Linked DNA regions of Sus scrofa: regions 1 and 3 are each linked to region 2. A link is a contact called in public HiChIP or PLAC-seq data. All regions are on one chromosome and are shown on one strand. The core of a region is the stretch at or near the end of the contact, and the rest is flanking DNA. Distances in the headings are between cores, read along the strand shown. Region 1 overlaps METTL8 (methyltransferase-like protein 8). Region 2 has its middle 37 kb from the start of TLK1. Region 3 overlaps METTL8 (methyltransferase-like protein 8).

Evidence for each region. HiChIP or PLAC-seq counts read pairs in DNA pulled down with a chosen protein or histone mark.
Region 1: an H3K27ac HiChIP or PLAC-seq map of alveolar macrophages shows a contact between it and region 2. The contact joins two enhancer-like sites. A contact is called at or near these places in 1 of 47 Hi-C or Micro-C datasets (embryonic fibroblasts) and 1 of 2 datasets of contacts at active chromatin or transcription factors (alveolar macrophages).
Region 3: a contact with region 2 is called in an H3K27ac HiChIP or PLAC-seq map of alveolar macrophages. The contact joins two enhancer-like sites. A contact is called at or near these places in 1 of 47 Hi-C or Micro-C datasets (embryonic fibroblasts) and 1 of 2 datasets of contacts at active chromatin or transcription factors (alveolar macrophages).

The regions. Positions count from the first base shown.
Region 1 is chr15:77,555,207-77,558,214 of Sscrofa11.1, reverse strand. The region is part of intron 1 of METTL8 (methyltransferase-like protein 8); the gene reads left to right. Among named protein-coding and RNA genes, the nearest start is that of METTL8, 7.8 kb to the left of the region's middle. Within about 2 kb of position 1,439, at least 2 of the 83 cell types and tissues checked have an H3K27ac peak or open chromatin away from gene starts, as enhancers often do. A contact at or near this core is called in alveolar macrophages, where this site is marked.
Region 2 is chr15:77,365,093-77,368,545 of Sscrofa11.1, reverse strand. No RefSeq gene overlaps it. Among named protein-coding and RNA genes, the nearest start is that of TLK1, 37 kb to the right of the region's middle. Within about 2 kb of position 1,970, at least 1 of the 83 cell types and tissues checked has an H3K27ac peak or open chromatin away from gene starts, as enhancers often do. A contact at or near this core is called in alveolar macrophages, where this site is marked.
Region 3 is chr15:77,537,109-77,540,408 of Sscrofa11.1, reverse strand. The region is part of intron 1 of METTL8 (methyltransferase-like protein 8); the gene reads left to right. Among named protein-coding and RNA genes, the nearest start is that of METTL8, 26 kb to the left of the region's middle. Within about 2 kb of position 1,623, at least 15 of the 83 cell types and tissues checked have an H3K27ac peak or open chromatin away from gene starts, as enhancers often do. A contact at or near this core is called in alveolar macrophages, where this site is marked.

The DNA of each region.
Region 1 (3,008 bases), core at 190-2,689, 190 kb before region 2:
TTCTAAGTATATTTTGCTGTATATAAACATGTAATTGTCTTTGTTTATTGATCTTTTGGTTAGCAATGTTACCAAACTTTAATAGCAATAGTTGTCATTTGTAAGATTTGGGGGATTTTTCTATATAAATAATTATGTCCTCAGGAAACTGACGGTTTTGTTACTTTCTTCTCTCTGGAGCTCCCGTCCTGGCTCAGTGGTTAACGAAATCGACAAGTAACCATGAGGTTGCGGTTGGATCTCTGGCCTCACTCAGTGGGTTAAGGAACCGGCATTGCCACGAGCTGTGGTGCAGATCGCAGACACAGCTTGGATCCTGCATTGCTGTGGCTGTGGCGTGGGCGGGTAGCTGTAGCTCCGATTGGACCCCTAGCCTGGGAACTCCATATGCCTCGGGGGCCACCCCCCAAAAAAAAAAAAAAAAGGACTAAAGTCAATTCTTTTACCTTTTTTTCTCTTTCTTTTCTTACTACACTGGCCAGGACCTCCATGCAGTGTTGAATAGAATCAGTGATAGTGGACATCCTTGTGTTATTTATGTTTATAAATGGAATACTTCTAATACTTCACCATTAAGGATGATATTGTAGGTTTTTGGTAGCTACCTTTCATCAGGTTAATGAATTCCTTTTTCACTTTATATTTGCTAAAAGTTTTGTTCTTTTTTTTTTTTTTTTTTTTTTTTGCTTTTTAGGGCTGCACCTGCAGCACTTGGAGGTTCCTGGGTTTGGGGGTCGCTTTGGAGCTGTAGCCTCTGGCCTATGCCATAGCCAAAGCAACGCCAGATCTGAGTCGCTTCTGTGACTTACACTACAGCTCACGGCAACGCTGGATCCTTAACCCACTGAGAGAGGCCAGGGATTGAATCGCGTCTTCATGGATGCTAGTCAGATTTGTTTCTGCTGAGCCATGACGGGAACTCCTTGTTCATTTTATTTTCAGTCATGAATGGGTGTTGAATTTTATCAAATACTTTGTAACTTCTGAGATGACGTAATTTTTTTCTTGTCTGATAATGTGGTAATTACATAAATATATTTTCTGATGTTAAATGAAGCTTGAATTTATTTAAATACATTTTTGTGTTTTGTTTTTTTTAATCCACTGTGGGATTTGGACAACTGGTGGCTTCATTGCTCTCTCAGCTCTTTGTATCTTTGGTCTCTGAGTTCTTTTGGTCTCTGAGGATTTCTCTTTCTTGCTGGTTCACTGATGTTTTTAACAAGATATACTTTTCTAATGTATTTGTCCAGCCTTTTGGGAATAATTTATAGCAGAAAGTTTTTGGGGTATCAGGTTCACCAAATTACTAGACTAGAATTCCACTTCCTCATATTTTTAGTGTAAAAGCTTCCATTAATGCAACATATGATCACTTACCACCATTTCTGTCTTATCCTTGTCTCTGTATACAACCATGATCCTTCCTGTTGAAAACAAGGAAGTAAAGTTGTGTAATTGAAAGAGCATCACAGGGAGTTCCCGTCGTGGTGCAGTGGTTAACGAATCCGACTAGGAACCATGAGGTTGCGGGTTCAGTCTCTGCCCTTGCTCAGTGGGTTAACGATCCGGCGTTGCCGTGAGCTGTGGTGTAGGTCGCAGACGCGGCTGGGATCCCGCGTTGCTGTGGCTCTGGTGTAGGCTGGAAGCTACAGCTCCGATTAGACCCCTAGCCTGGGAACCTCCATATGCCGCAGGAGCGCCCAAAGAAATAGCAAAAAGCCAAAAAAAAAAGGGGGGGGGGAAGCTTTATCTAAAGAAGAAAAGTATTTGCTACTTCCAATGCACTGGCCAAAGAATAACTCACCAAACACCATGAAAAACTATGGTCACACAGAATCACAAAAAGAAAATGACAATTCTCCAGAAACAAAAGTTAAACTCATGAAAGATTGTGATCTGATAGAGAATTCAAAATAGATGCCATAAATAAATTCAGCGAGTTACCAAAAAAAAAAAAAAAAAAGAAAAAAGAAAGAGCATCACAGCAGGATCTAAAGGCACAAGTTGTAGCACCAACAGCATCACTTAGTAAGATCTTGACCAAGCCATTTACTCTTTCTGAGTCTCATTCAATCATCTGCTAAGTGGAAACAGAACTGGATTGAGAATCACATGAATTTATAAAGTTGTAGAGAATTTGGGGAGGAGAGAGAGTTGATTAGGTAGCACACAGAATTTTTCTTTTTAGGGTGGAGAAAATGATTCTGTATGATATAATGGTGGATGCATTAACACTGTGCATTTATTAAAACCTGTATAGCTTTTACAGCACAAAAGTAAACCTTAATGTATACAAAATTTAAAAAACAAGGGCAGTTCTATTCTATTCCAGGATAGAATGCATGCTATAACCAAAGAATCTAGCCTTATTACAAATGTATGTGGTAGCCTCAGTGAAAGAGGCCAAGGAAAAAGTGCTGACGTTAAGTAACTTTGAAATTGACACTGTAAAACTAAAGGCAGTAGGAGAACTATGCATAAGCACTGTACTCTAGTTGATAAAAGTTTCCCAGAGGGGTATGGGTTAACAATTCTGAAATTATCACACATGTGTCTGGAATTGAACAATTAATAACTGATGGTGGACGATGGGAACCAGGTTTTTTACTGGTGGAGTAGGAGGTTATATACAAGAGGAGAAGCCTAGAAGGATCCATGTGATAATGGATTAGAGTTGGCGACATTAGTATAAACTCTAGTTTAGCTTACTGTGGATTTAGATGGATACATATGAGAAGATTTACAGATGAAGATATTTGTATATATACACAGTTTAGTATACACATATATATTTACTTGCTTTGTCGGTCGAGAGGGCCTAGAAGCAATAACAGCCTAGTAGCAAGGGGCACACCCAGCATCCAGACCATTTCCAATAAAAGGAACAAACACATTTAGAGAAATGGCTGATTCTAGGACTGGGTCAAGGAATATACAAGAGCCTGCAACATCTCGTAGTGCCAGAAAGTAGGGAAGTGCCTCAAAATACAATGATAAGAGGGTGG
Region 2 (3,453 bases), core at 721-3,220:
GAACTCTCCTTAATAGCACTTTGTGGGCTTGCATCTGGGAGCAGTAGGAGAAAGCTTCTCAACCTTAGCTGGTCACCTGAACTATCTGCATCTCTACGCAGATATACAAATAGATGCCTGGGCTCCTCCACTGAAGATTCTAATCCAGTAGGTCTATAGTTGGCCCTGCTGTCTGTATTTTTCTTACATTTCAACAGGTGTTTCTTTTTTTTAAGCTTTTTTTTTTTTTTTTTTTTTTTTTTTTGGTCACACTCATGGCAGGTGGAAATCCTTAAGGCCAGGGATCGAACTTGCGCCACTACTGTGGCAATACCAGACCCTTAACCCAGTGCACTACATGGGAACTTCCAACAGTGTTTCTAACCCTTGGCTGGGGTTAAGTATTGTGGTTTGGGGAGTTCCCGTTGTAGCTCAGCAGGTTATGAATCAGACTAGTATCCATGAGGATACCAGTTAGATCCCTTGCCCTGCTCAGTGGGCTAAGGATCTGGCATCGCTGTGAGCTGCAGTGTAGGTTGCAGATGAGGCTCTGATCCAGTGTTGCTGTGGCTGTGGTGTAGGCCAGCAGCTATAGCTCTGATTCAACCCCTAGCCTGGAAACCACCATATGCTGTAGGTGCAGCCTTAAAAAAAGAAAGTATTGTGCTTTTAGACAGCCTAAATTTAAATCCCCACTCTCATGCTCACTAGCTGTGGACTCTGTTAGCATCAGATTGTTCATCTATAAAATGGGAGCATAATTATACCAGATTTCACCATGTCATTATGAAGATAAAATAAGTTAATTTCTTAATAAGTTTGCCAGATTTAGCAAATAAAACTATGACACATAGTTAAATATAAATTTTAGAAAAACAATGAATAATTTTTAGTATACCCATGCAATATGGGGAAATACTTATACTAAAGGATATTCATTGTTTAGCTGAAACTCAAATTTAACTGAATGTCCTATATTTTCCCCTAAATAGCCTGCATTTTATCTGACAACCCTATGTCTTAGGCATAGTAGGAACTCAATAAATATTAATAAAACCCATTAACAGTCCCAAACTCCAGCTTCTACATGATATATGAGCTCCCCAGTGTGAGGCAAGTTGTTTAGATAGACAGATAGATAAATAGGCAGATGGAGAGAAAGTAATTTTATGCTAAATTAATAGTGGGAGCTCACTCATGGCTCAGCAGTTTAAGGATCTGGCAGTGTCAGTGCTGTGGCTCTGATTATAACTGTGTCAAAGATTCAATCCCTGGCCCAGGAACTTCTGCAGCCAAAAAAAAAAGGCTAATTCCAGACCAAGGAAGCTGAAGATCTCACTTCTCTCCGCTGTGGTCTGATTAAGCTGCAGTAAGGATTGAAGAGATTTGAACATGAGGAGATATAACTTAGAGTGATGGAACAGCTTCCTTTATTTTTTTATGGCCACGCCATTGGCATTTGGACGTTCTCTAGCCAGATATGGAACCTGCGCCACAGCAGCAACCCAAGCTGCTGCAGTGACAATGCTGGATCTTAACACGACATGCCACAAGAGAACTCCTGGAACAGCTCCTGTTGAAGAACAGAAGACTAAGTGAAAGAATCACTTAGATTTCTTTTTTTATTAATGGCCACACCCACGTCATATGGAAGTTCCTGGGCCAGAGATAGACTCTGAGACACAGCCATGGCATAGGTCACGGCTGCGGAAATGCCAGATCCTTATCCCACTCCACCACAGAGGGAACTCCTCACTTAGATTTCTTGAGACTTGTACCAAAGTGACATTAGAACCAAGGTAGAAGAATAACTTAGAAGCAGCTGTTAAGGAAAAAAAAAAAAAAGCAGCTGTTAGGCCACGATGAGGAAAATTTTCAAGGGTTAGAGCAGTTTATAGATCCAGTAAGCTAAAGCCTAAAGAGTGGTGAGTTTCTTGCCAACTGAGTCTGAATGACTCCTATTAAATGTGTCATAGAGGTGATTTCTAAATTGAACGATTGTATATATGGCCCAGTTGTCTTCTCAAATGCCCAGAAGTGAGGTCAGGCAGGATTAGTGTTGATATTGTGGCTCTTACCCAATAGTGCCTCTCTATCCAGCGATTTCAAAGAATGATTGAAAATAACTGATGATGAAATATTGCATGTATCTCTAAACAGTGAGATGGCAATTAAATCTGAATTAATTAAGCCTCATTAGTAAATTGAATTTAAAATTAATTACAGACTTACTCTGTAAATATACAGGCTTTTGTGATGAAATTAGGGTGAGGAAGTAAGATGGGGTCTCAGCCAAGTGCCTAGTTTGACTTGGGAGAAATTTTTTAATGATTTAGAGAAATACAAAAGTAATACAAATTGAAACTGATTGATCCTAGGGTATTTCTTATGTGACTCTGGACCGGATATAACTCTCCCAAATAATTTTGATTTTGTGCAACTTAGCTTGCCTGAATTTTAAAATTCCTACGCTTAAGACTATCTTTATGGATCCCAATACATCACACTGAGACTATAAAATGTGGGCTACGTAAGTCATCCTAATAGTGTGCAAAGAAAAGAACCATGGCTTCCTGACAGTCTTATGATAAAGGTAAACTTAAATCATCGCTTACGCTGCATCATTGCATAAAACTCTTATGTATGAAGGTATCACTCAACTGAAATGCAACAACCCAGGATATGGGATGGCAAAAGAAACACCTGAGAGATTCACTGACACTTTAAATCATGTAATATAAATGAGGGATGCTGAGAAATAGCATCTTTGATGGGAAGGGAAAATGAAAACCCCCGCAATGTCTATTTCCGTCATGTTTTTCAAAGAAGCAATATGCTTATTTGTACATAATAGGGCTTTACTTTCTACTCATATTAGTTCTTATTTAATGAGGGGAAAAAGCTCTTGCCACATTGGCTTCTCTTTCTAGTCTCACACTTTAATACTAGTGGAGGAAAAGGGAGTCCATGAGCCCTTATTGCAAGCTGCGTCAAAGGTGTGCTATCTACTCAGAAGCTGGTAATTACACATTGTGGGATAGCTTTTGTTCCACTTTAGACATGCTCTATTTCTTTCTTTCTTTTTTTTTTTTTTTAATTTGTTTGTTTGGGGTTTTTGTTTGTTTGTTTTTTGGTTTTTTTTTTTTAGACTTGCTCTGTTTAAATAGTAGGAGTTCCCTGATGGCTCAGCAGGGTAAGGATCCAGCGTTGTCACTGTGGCAACTCAGGTTGCTGCTGTGGTATGGGTTTGATCCCTGGCCTGGTAACATCTACATGCTGAAGGCGTGGACAAAAATAATATTATCAACAAAATCTCAGGTTATTTGTTCACTGATACTAGTACAATGAAGACACAAAACCAAGAAACTCCTTATTCCATGCTTTCCACCTTGCAGAACCTTTCCAAGAGATTAGGCTCTGAAATTTCCAGAATTTGAATTTGCAAGATGACCCTTCCCTGTGATTGAAAACTTT
Region 3 (3,300 bases), core at 374-2,873, 170 kb before region 2:
ATGGAGGTTTCCAGGCTAGGGGTCGAATCGGAGCTGTAGCTGCCAGCCTACGCCAGAGCAACGCGGGACCCGAGCCACGTCTGTGACCTACACCACAGCTCACGGCAATGCCGGATCCTTAACCGACTGAGCAAGGCCAGGTATTGAACCCGCAACCTCATGGTTCCTAGTCGGATTCGTTAACCACTGAGCCACCACAGGAATAGGATCTCATTTGTATCCAGTGGGTGATTGTTCCTGGAGAGCAAAGAATGGTGATTTATTTTAACAACCTTCTAAAGATTAAAATGAGGTGGTGGGTGGGAGTTCATATTTCAACTTTTTGTCCATGCTAAAAAGTTTCTTTTTCCTAAGTGTTTTTGGCCTTGTTGTTTTCTCACCCTGTAAAAGTCTCTCATTCAAAGCAGAATTTCCTTTTTGTTACAGTATGACCTTTTGTTACTGGTGACAGGGGTTAGCAAGCTCAGAAGGTCTAATTACTCACCAGTGCCTTCTATTTGTCTTTCTTTCCCCTTGTTTCTGTTAAACTCAGACCTCAGCCACATCAAACACATCAACCTTCCCCCACCTCCAATCCTCCTTCTCTCCCCTCTTAATTTTTAAATTTCTAGGCATTTGGGGCTTACTTTATGGTTATCAGTTATAGTCTCCCTAATTCCGCATCCTAAATCACCACTACTTTCTATACTAGCAAGCCTGGACAGGCCTAATCTGGATAAAACCAAATATTTTCCCCCAGACTGCCAAGTGATAGAGGAAGTCACATAACTACTATATTATGTTACTTTTGATTGGAAATAACAGAAAACTCAAGACTGGCTTAAACAGTTAAGGGGACATATTGACTCAATAACTGAAAAAGGCAGAGGTGTGACTTGCTTCAAATGAAACTAACAAATTAATAGTGGGACCTAATTTCTTTTTATTTTACCAGTTTTCCTTCATCAGAGTTGGCTTTGTCCTAAAGTTGTACCATGCCAATCATCCTTAGGCCAGACAACTCATGGCTTTAAGATAGCTTTTTTTAGTGGACTGAATTGTCTCCTTCCCCCAAATTCATACTTTGAAGTCCCCAAATCCCCATATGACTGTGTATAGGGCCTTTATGGAAGTAAATAAAAGTTAAATGAGGTCATAAGAGTGGAACCCTAATCCGATAGAACTGTGTCCTTATGGGATTTTTGCCTTTTGTTTTGATTGTGTGTGTGTGTGTGTGTATGTCTGTGTGTGTGCCTGCGTGCACACGCACCACACCCATGGAATGCAGAAGTTCCCAGGCCAGGATTGAACCTGGCAGCAGCAGTAGCCTGAGCCACAGACAGCCACAGCAGTGACAGTGCCAGGACCTTAACCCTCTGTACCACCAGGGAACTCCTAGAACTGTGTCCTTATAAGAAGGGAAGGAGATATCAGCAGTCTTTCTCTCCACAACAATGTAAGATGGAAGGCCATGTGAGAACACAACAAGAAGGCAGCAAGAAAGGCCTCACCAGAAACAAGTCCTGATGCCATCTTGATCTTGGGTTTTTAGCTTCCAGAACGTCTATTGTTTAAGCCAGCCAGTCTGTGGTGTTTTGTTAAGGCAGCCTGAGTGACTAAGACAGCTTTCAACAGCTCTAGGGCTTCATACTTCCTCTTTCGTGTATAACAGCTGTGAGAAATCATCTTTATCTCCACATCTCTAGCACTAGACCTAAGATGCATTCTGTTGGCCAGAGTTTGTCTCCTGCTCACCTCTGAACTAGACACTATGCCCACAGGTGTGGAGTGTGCTGACTGGTTTAGCATAGGTTATACAGTCCGTTTCTGGCTTCAGCCAGGTCCCCTGTGGCCTCCCTGCAGACTCATAGATCCCAGGTCCATGAGCTACTGGAAGTGTGGAGTCATTGCTCAGGAGGCAGCCAATAAATGATTGCTAACTTGAGATGCAACTTCACATGGGCCAGTTATGGTGTTGACATTCCTTTATTCAAATGTCGTTAGTTTCCTTTCTCATTTTTTTTCTGATTCCTTCTTTTCTCAAGTCCCCTACCTTGCAGCCTCTCCCTTCACGAAAAAGAGCACAAGGGGCTCTCTTAGCAACCATCCCTTCTACTCCAAACACACCTGCTGTCACTCATCAGCGGATGAGATTGTTCTTGATAACTTAACGGGGATAACACGTTTTCTGTGTACTTAGTCCTCCTCCGTGCCTCCTACTTCTTGAAACTTGTTTGTCAGCTATCCATCTCTTTCTAATATCTTCAGTCTATTTTGTTTCCATCATTAGGTTTTCTCTCATTCTACAAAGATAATTAGTATTCTCTGCATTTTAACAAATACTCTTCTTTGACCTCGGGAATCCCCAAAGAGACAGCCCAACTTCTCTTTTCCTCTTCACTGACTCTCAGGGTCATCTGCATTTACGGCTCCACCACCCCACTGACCTGCTTATTCTTACTCTGCATTCTGCTGGCATAGCCAGGATTCACATCACTTTGATAAAGGTCATCACTGATCTGTACTTCCAAAACCAATTATTTATTTTTAGCTTCTTTTAAAATATTCTTTAATATTTGATCACATAAACTGGCTCCTCTTCCTCAGCCTGCCTCCTAAGTGTTGTAGTCCCATGACTTGTTTCTGTCTCACTTTTTCTTGATCAATTCATTATGACTTCACCCGCCACCTGTAAACCAGACTTGCCTCTGAAATCTGTGTCTCTGATGCCTACAAATTACCTGAACTCATTTCCAAGTACGTATTGAGGATATCCATGTGAGTGTATTGTGGGAACCTTAAAATGTATGTGCAAACTGAACTTACCCTCTCCCCTTCCCTTCCCCCATCCCACTATTATCCACCTTTTTTGGAACTCTGTCTTGAATAGTGTCATCACCTACCCAGTTACCCAGGTCAGAAATCTTTGCTCCTATTTGGCTTCATCCTGCTTTCACAGCTAGTCATTTCAAAAAATCTGTTGATTCAGCTTCTGAAATGTTTTGACTTTTCCCCTTCCTTGATTTTTTTATGCCACTACCTTTGGCTGTGATGATCTGGGATAATTTTTTTTTTTAAGTAAGGTAAATAAGTATTTATTAAAAGAAAAAAAAAGAGGAGTTCCCATCGTGGCGCAGTGGTTAACGAATCCGACTAGGAACCATGAGGTTGCGGGTTCAATCCCTGGCCTTGCTCAGTGGGTTAAGGATCTGGTGTTGCCGTGAGCTGTGGTGTAAGTCGCAGGCACAGCTCAGATCCTGCATTGCTGTGGCTGTGGTGTAGGCCAGCAGCTGTCGCTCCAATTTGACCCCTTGCCTGGGA